2 separate regions of the Ovis aries genome follow, and region 2 is linked to region 1. The links are chromatin contacts, called in public Hi-C maps. All regions are on one chromosome and are shown on one strand. The core of a region is the stretch at or near the end of the contact, and the rest is flanking DNA. Distances in the headings are between cores, read along the strand shown. Region 1 has its middle 18 kb from the start of SLC38A2. Region 2 holds the start of SLC38A1 (solute carrier family 38 member 1).

Evidence for each region. A called contact is a pair of places that touch in the nucleus more often than the background predicts.
Region 2: a contact with region 1 is called in a Hi-C map of skin fibroblasts, with 2.6 times the contacts expected there. The contact joins the promoter of SLC38A1 here to the enhancer-like site in region 1. A contact is called at or near these places in 3 of 16 Hi-C or Micro-C datasets (blood, skin fibroblasts and tail adipose tissue).

The regions. Positions count from the first base shown.
Region 1 is chr3:140,152,679-140,156,183 of ARS-UI_Ramb_v3.0, reverse strand. No RefSeq gene overlaps it. Among named protein-coding and RNA genes, the nearest start is that of SLC38A2, 18 kb to the right of the region's middle. Within about 2 kb of position 1,338, at least 4 of the 54 cell types and tissues checked have an H3K27ac peak or open chromatin away from gene starts, as enhancers often do.
Region 2 is chr3:140,195,068-140,198,706 of ARS-UI_Ramb_v3.0, reverse strand. It overlaps SLC38A1 (solute carrier family 38 member 1), which reads right to left and starts at 2,153. Exons shown (of 15, transcript XM_060412704.1): 1 at 1,865-2,153.

The DNA.
Region 1 (3,505 bases), core at 89-2,588:
GATTTTGCCACATTTTCGGTAAGCATGTATAACTTTGGGAGTTTAAAGTTATACACTTAGGACCTAGGATTATTTCCCCAAATCTTTAAGAAGCAGATGGTTCAGAAGATCAGTTTATGATCACTTGTCCTTTGAAAAGTAAAGGCCTCCAGAACTAAATCTAAGTGATGGTCACCACGATTTTAAGGTTTCTTGCCCTACCTATTCGGAAAGGCTACAATTTCAGCAACCTGAAGGCAGCATTTGGCAATGGCGCTGTTGTTGAGTAGGGAAAGGAGATGGGTTATTTGACATTATGTCTCTTTTCCACTTTGATTTCTTCACTTCTCCACCTTAGATATATCTGGAAGGACTTGCTTATCTCCTCAGCAACACATTCACCATCAAGGAGACTTGACCTCTGTGTGAACTTCGTGTTCATCTTGAGGCTATTGGGTTGTATTGAGGTAAAGAAGACTGAATTGTAGACAGGAAGCCAAGGCCACCATTCTGCCAGTAAGGCAAGAAACAGGGGACGCGGCAGCTGAGCTTCTGGCTGGCAGGATTCTTGTTACCTTGGGGTCTCATTCTCCTGAAGGAACTTCAAGCCATGTGTTTCAAACCCCATTGCATAGAGCCCTAGGTTAAGGCTGCACCTTATGAACCATTGTGGCGGGATGAAGCAGGTGCAAAAAATTGGGAGGCTGAGTCCTTAGAATCTAGACTTCACCTCTGACAGTTTCAATCAGCACAGCTCTGTTTTTATCTACTGTACAGGTTGGGCCCTACCTCACATTAAATAATAATAATAATAATCAGATGAAAAAGTTGAACTTACCAGAACTCCTTTCAGGGAAAGTACTGTAAGTGGTTAGAAGGAATACTAAGGTCAGACATTTAGGAAGGGTGGGAGCAGAAGTGATATCTTTAAGAGCAGAGTGGAAATAAAAAGATATGACAAGTAAACTGCCATCTCAGGAGAGTGGGTACTGATGACGCCAAGCTTTTGTTTTTCCTGAGATGAATTGGCTGATTTGAGGACAGAGTTGAACTATTCATGAGAAGAGGGGACATGGTGTGCAAGGAAGGGTGGACAGAGAAAATCTCCAGTTTATAGGACAGCCAGGCTGACCTGGGGGAAGAATATATCAAGTGGGATTTTATGAAACTGCACACAGTGGCATGTGCAAGGTAAACAGTCCCTTTACTATGTAATCCTCTGACATCCACACCCAGGTAATACTTAGTAAAACTTGCTTTGGGTCTTTCAGCCAGAGAAGGCAAATAATGCTGAAGTTTGCAGCTTGATGGTTTAGAGAAAAAAAGACACTGTAAGTGTTTCATTTGGTGATTCACTAGAAGGACTCGTAAGACTCAGTAGCAGGTATTACTCACTGCTAAGGCCTTCCTTGGTGGCTCAGATGGTAAAGAATCTGCCTGCAATGCAGGAGACCCAGGTCAATCTCTGGGTCAGGAAGATCCCCTGGAATGGCTACCCACGCCAGTATTCTTGCTTGGAGAATTCCATGGACAAAGGAGCCTGGGGGGCTGCAGTCCACGGGGTCGAAAAAAGTTGGACGTGACTTAGCAACTAACACACACACAAGGGTTGTTACCAGAAAGGATATAGAGCAAATGCAACAGGAAAGAGAGACACAGCAGGGGATACCAGCGAGGCCTGTCGTGGGCTTCCAAGACCTTTTTTGTCCAAGGTCACACAAGAATGCTTTTTGTTGTTGTTAGCACTTAACTCTAGGGGCGTGTGTGGAATGTCTGTCTGGGGAAGTCTGAATGAGCCTCAAGTTCCAAGGATTTTATGGAGGCTAGTCACATAGGCCTACCCTGCTCTGCAACCAGGCCCAGCTATCAAAACTCAGAATTCCAATAATGATATCAGGCACACGTCATAAATCTTGGTGTTTATAATGCAACCTGAAAAGCCAATGTAGGATGATCTGTTGCTTCAAGGGTTTGTAACAAAATCATCGATCATCACATAAAGAACATTCTGAGGGTAGCATTCCCAGGAGTTGGCCAAGGGTCACTCAGGGTTCCCTCGAATCAGGCTTGCTTCGTGAATGTTTTCTTCACAACACGTTGGGGACAACCAAATTTGACTAGGATTTGGAAAAGGATGTCATAGCCAGACTCACGTTGTAGAGGTTAAAGATGGCTTCTGCCACCCGGAGGCAGATCATAGACTAGGCAAGAAAGCCTTCCAATTGGAGGCCTCTTGTGTGTTTTTTTTATGTTTATTTTTAAATTTTTAAAAAGCTTTTATCAGAATTTAGTTGCTTTACCATGTTTTTGTTTCTGATGTACAGCAAAATGAATCAGCTTTATATATACATATATCCCCTCCCTCCCACCCTCATCCCACTCCCCTAGGTCATCACAGAGCCTGGAGCTGAGCAACCTGTGCTATCTAGCAGCTTCCTGCTAGCTAGCTATTTTAGATACGGTAGGGTATATATGGAGACCTCTTGTTAAAGATGACTGAACTCTATTTTTTAAGTCTAAGTGTTTAATTTCATGATACTAGCTATATTTATTTGGCAAGCATTTAGTAAAATTTTGAGCCTCACCTCAACTATGCTGCACAGGGCATATTTATTCATTCAACAATTATTTTCAGAATGTGTGTACTATTTGCTAGACATTGTTGTATGGGGGTAAATTAGTGAAAACTCAGATGTCTGTTTTTATGAAGTGTACAAGTCTTGTGGGGGGAAATCAGAACAGATGTGATTTGAGGAAGCTATAATCTACTGAGTTTGGAGAAAAGTCATAAGAGAAGGCAGGTGTACTACCTGGAAGTCTAGAAAACAGAAATCCAAAGAAACTGGCTATTGGTGTCTGTTGGCTATTTTACTAGATCAGCCATTCTAATTTGTCTGGAACTGAGATGTTTCCCAGGATGCAGGACTCTTTCTGTGAAAACTGTTCTCTCAGCCGTGGGGCTGGGTCCTGCAGCCATGGCTCTGCTGTATCACCTGTCCACCTGACTAGAAATTAGGACCCATTATTAGCCAGTGTTTATCTCCAGAAGTTGGCCGGAGAAGTTGCTATGAATCTAACTGTAGAGCCCCATCATGAAGTCTGCACACCTGTCATTGAAATCTCTAGAATAAATCTAGCCTGTTTAACTTTTTATTTTGCAAGTTTTTTTTTTATTTTAATTGGAAGCTAATTACTTTACAATATTCTGCTGGTTTTTGCCATACATTCACATGAATCAGCCATGGGTGTACATGTGTTCCCCATCCTGAACCTCCCTCCCACCTCTCTCCCCATCTCATCCCTCAGGGTCATCCCAGTGCACCAGGCCTGAACACTCTGTCTCATGCATCAAACCTGGATTGATGATCTGTTTCACATATGATAATATACATGTTCCAATGCTATTCTCTCAAATCATTCCACTCTCGCCTTCTCCCACAGAGTCCAAAAGTCTGTTCTTTACATCTGTGTCTCTTTTGCTGTCTTGCATATAGGGTCATCGTTACCATCTTTCTAAATTCCATAT
Region 2 (3,639 bases), core at 904-3,403, 42 kb before region 1:
GCCGGTGAGAGATTCATTTAACAATGAGGCCAGCCAGCCACCTAGCTCAGGTTTTATTTCCGTCGTCGTTCTGACGTCAGAAAAAGCACGAGTTGCCGCAGTTTCTTCTATCAAGGTGACAAATTACAGTCTTGTTGGGCCCTGGAGTCTGCAAACGATGGATTTATTCTCTCCTTACCCTTATATTAAAAAGTCTTAAACCCACGGCAGAGATGTCAGATCCTTTTCCAAACGCAAATAAATACGGTTTCCTAGCGTTGGGGTCTTTTCAACTCATGAAATACATCACCAGGGATTCGTCCGCGAAACTATGTGATGCTGGTGGCAATTAGGTTTTCACCGGAGAACCAGAGCAATAAAAACCCGCTCAGACACAAAGGACTCACAATTGTAGCACCAACTTCCCAAGCCGAAGACAGCCTGTGAAAGGCACGGGCGAAACGCCGGGACGCGGTTACCGCGAAATTCCTTTTGCCGCCATATGTACTTCTACCTTCTAACTACAGTTCAGTCCAAACCCAGGGCTGGGCACTTCCACAGGGAATCGGCGCCCAGGCAGCCCTGTAGCCTGGGGGTACCAGTGGGTGCTGAGGACCCCGAGTTCCGGGAGGGGCTGAGGACCCCGAAGCTCCGGGTGGTGGGGGCGTGCACTGGGGCGAAGGAACACTTTCCTCCGGGCACCCGCCAGCCGAGATTAAATGCCTATTGTGGTAAAATTTAGGGACACGAGGGTGATTCGGGGGTGGGGGGAAGACGTGGGAGTGCTGGGGAGACCACTCGGCGCTCGGGCCCCGCGCAATCGGTGCCCTTTTGTTCGCCAGCTCCAGCGGTTCCTAGCTTTCAGAACGACACTTCTCTCTTTCTCTCCTTCCTTTGGGAAAGAACCTCTTTGGGGCGGGAAAGGGCTGTGAGTCACTGCCAGCATCGCTTAATAATCCTCCTCACCCTCCACCCCGTCCCCCAACCTCATAACCCGCATCCTTTCCGTTACTGAGAGCCGGGCAGAGCTCGAGAAGGGCCGGCGAGCGTGTTCCTGTTTACTCGGGCTCCGTGGCTAGTCCCCGAGACCCAGCCGGCCTCACACTCAACCCCGGGCACATCACATGCCTTTCTTGGGGCTCCTAAGACACAGGAAATTCCCCGCAAATGCCCAGCACTCAACCACTGCTCGGCAATGCAGTGGAGCCCTCACCTCGGCGCGCTCTCTAGACCCGCGTGGTCCCTAACCCGCGAATGATTTAACCAGATCCGGCACCACAATCTGCCACTAAGAAAACAGACCCCAGAAGTAAGCCGCAGCCCACGCAACGCTGAAACCAGGGGCTCCGCGCCTCTTTACACTGCCGCAGGGGTCAGCAGAACCGTGGATCTGACTTTTCTCTTGGTAAAAGCAAAATCCGACCGCATCCGGCTCAGCCGCGCACTCCTTCCTTTCACGCTCGCAGGGATGACTTCTGCGTTACCGCCTCCTCTCACATCTAAAACGTCCCTTTCCTCCCCACCGCTGCTCCCTCAGCTCTCCCTGGGAACGGGAAATCCTCTTACCTCGGGCCAAAAAAAAGGGGGGGAAAAGTGGTATCCGCCCTTCCCGGATTTTCCCCCAGCCTTGCGATGTCCTTTGTGTCAAGGTCTGGCTGCCTTGGCGGATGAAAGGTGCCCTCCGTCAGCCAGGGCTGGGCGGGGAGGCTCGGCGTGGCGTGGCGGATTTCCGAGGAAGGTGAAGGGCGGCGACCTTCAGGCGGAGCGGCGTGCCGCCCCAGCCCGCGCACTCCTGGCTCTCCTCCTCCTTTCGGGGCCGATTGCATCAGAAGCTCCCCCCACCAGCAACCCTTACCCACACGGTACTCGCCAGGCTCGCACTCACATCCGCTCGCTTGGCCGCAGAGGTTTTCGAATCAAATCAGTCATCTCCTACTGGGGGACGCGTCGCCCTTGCGCATCCATGGCTCGCGATGGTTTAGCTGTTCAGGCTATTCATCCGCGTCTCGCCTGCCGTCGCCTCCCCTCCTGCGCGTCCGCTCTTTAACCGAAGCTGCGTGTCACTGAGCGATGCCCATCACATGGTGTCTCTTGCCTAGGCGGCTGCCCCTGGCTGCCTCCTTGTCGCCGTCCGCCGAGGATGCGGCGACCGCAGCCGGCGAAGGTTGAGCATCGGAAAGAGAGGGAGCGAGGGAGGGGTTGCGGGGCGCTTGTGTGCCGGGAGCGCCGGCGGTGGCCCCGGGAGCGGAGTGTGCGCGCAGTCTGGACACCTGCCCCACGCCCTCCTGGTGCCCTGCAGCGAGCCCAGAGCCCAGCTGCAGCGGTGGCCGCAGCCTGGGGGCCCTGGAGATGGAGAGGGGAGGTGGCTGGGAGGGCACGGAAGGAGGCGAGGAGGGCTGTGCGATGGGGGGCTGGGGGTGCATTGGGGGTGCGCCGGAGCCGGGCCGGGGCGCGTGAGCGCGGGGAATTGCATTGTGGGAAGGGCGCCGCGTGAGGATGGCCGCCGGAGTGGCTGGTCGGCTCACAGCCCTGCAAGCAGCGTGGCAGCCGCTGGCAGCGAGGGAGCGGCGTGGAGGCTCCCGAGGGACTGCGCGGAGGAGGCCGGGGACGGCCGGGAGCGCGGGCACCTCTGGAAAGCCTTTGTCCGTCACCCGCAGTGGGAGGCGCCTCCCCTCTTCCGGATCCAGCACCCGCAGTCCCGGCCAGCCCCCACCCCGAGATCTATGCTGAGGGGCTCTGTTGAGGGGACTGCGTGGTTTTGCTGAGCTGGGGCGCGCTCTGGGCTGGGGGGAGACCCCACGTGATCGAGCCCCGGGCGTGGCGCGTCGGGGATCAAGAAGCCGGGCGCTCGAAATCGGGGGTCAGCGGGGAGCGAGGGCGCAGGATGGAGGGGTCTGGGGCCGCTGGGCCCGTTCCCCTTTCTTTTGCTCTTTGTTCCGGGCACAGCCCCTCTGCACTGACTGGCCACTTCCTTGCAGGGCAGTGTGTTTCCTTAAAATGGCGACAGGAAATCCCACCTGCGCGTCAGCCAATGAGACAGTCAGCGCCGCGCGAATTTGCGGGGTGGAAACTCGAGCCTTCTATTGACAGGAATGGTTGCGTCTCCGTGTTCCATGAAAACAGGAAAAGGAAGGTGAATCATCTTTCAAAAATTAATCTACCAGGCGCATTTCAAAAGGGCAGACGGAGTAGCCTCTGATGGAGTGGCTATGGCTTTTTAGTCACCGCTGGAAAAGCGAGAGGAAAACCAAACGCCTCGTAACTAGAATACTCGTTCCGTCGAGTGGCAGAAATTGGTCTTGGTTAGTTCGACAATGGCTGACTGAGAACCCTATTCAGAAGGCCAGCTCTTGAATAAACCAGAGAAAGTGAAAGGCCTTGCAAACAGAAAGGGGAAGATGATGGATGGGGAGCCTCGCTCAAACAGACCTGCGATCAAATTTGGCCTCTGACACTGCTTCCCTCGCCTGCTTGACGTTGTCCTTAGTTTTGTTCCCAAGTTTGTTTAAACACACACACACACACACACACACACACACAGAGTAGTACCCATATCATAATAATATTATACACGTCGCCCAAAAGTTGGGTTTTCTTCCCCCTCCTTTTCTAGAGGAAGCTAATTTAGAATGAAATTTGCTAATTATAAGTAGTGTGCCC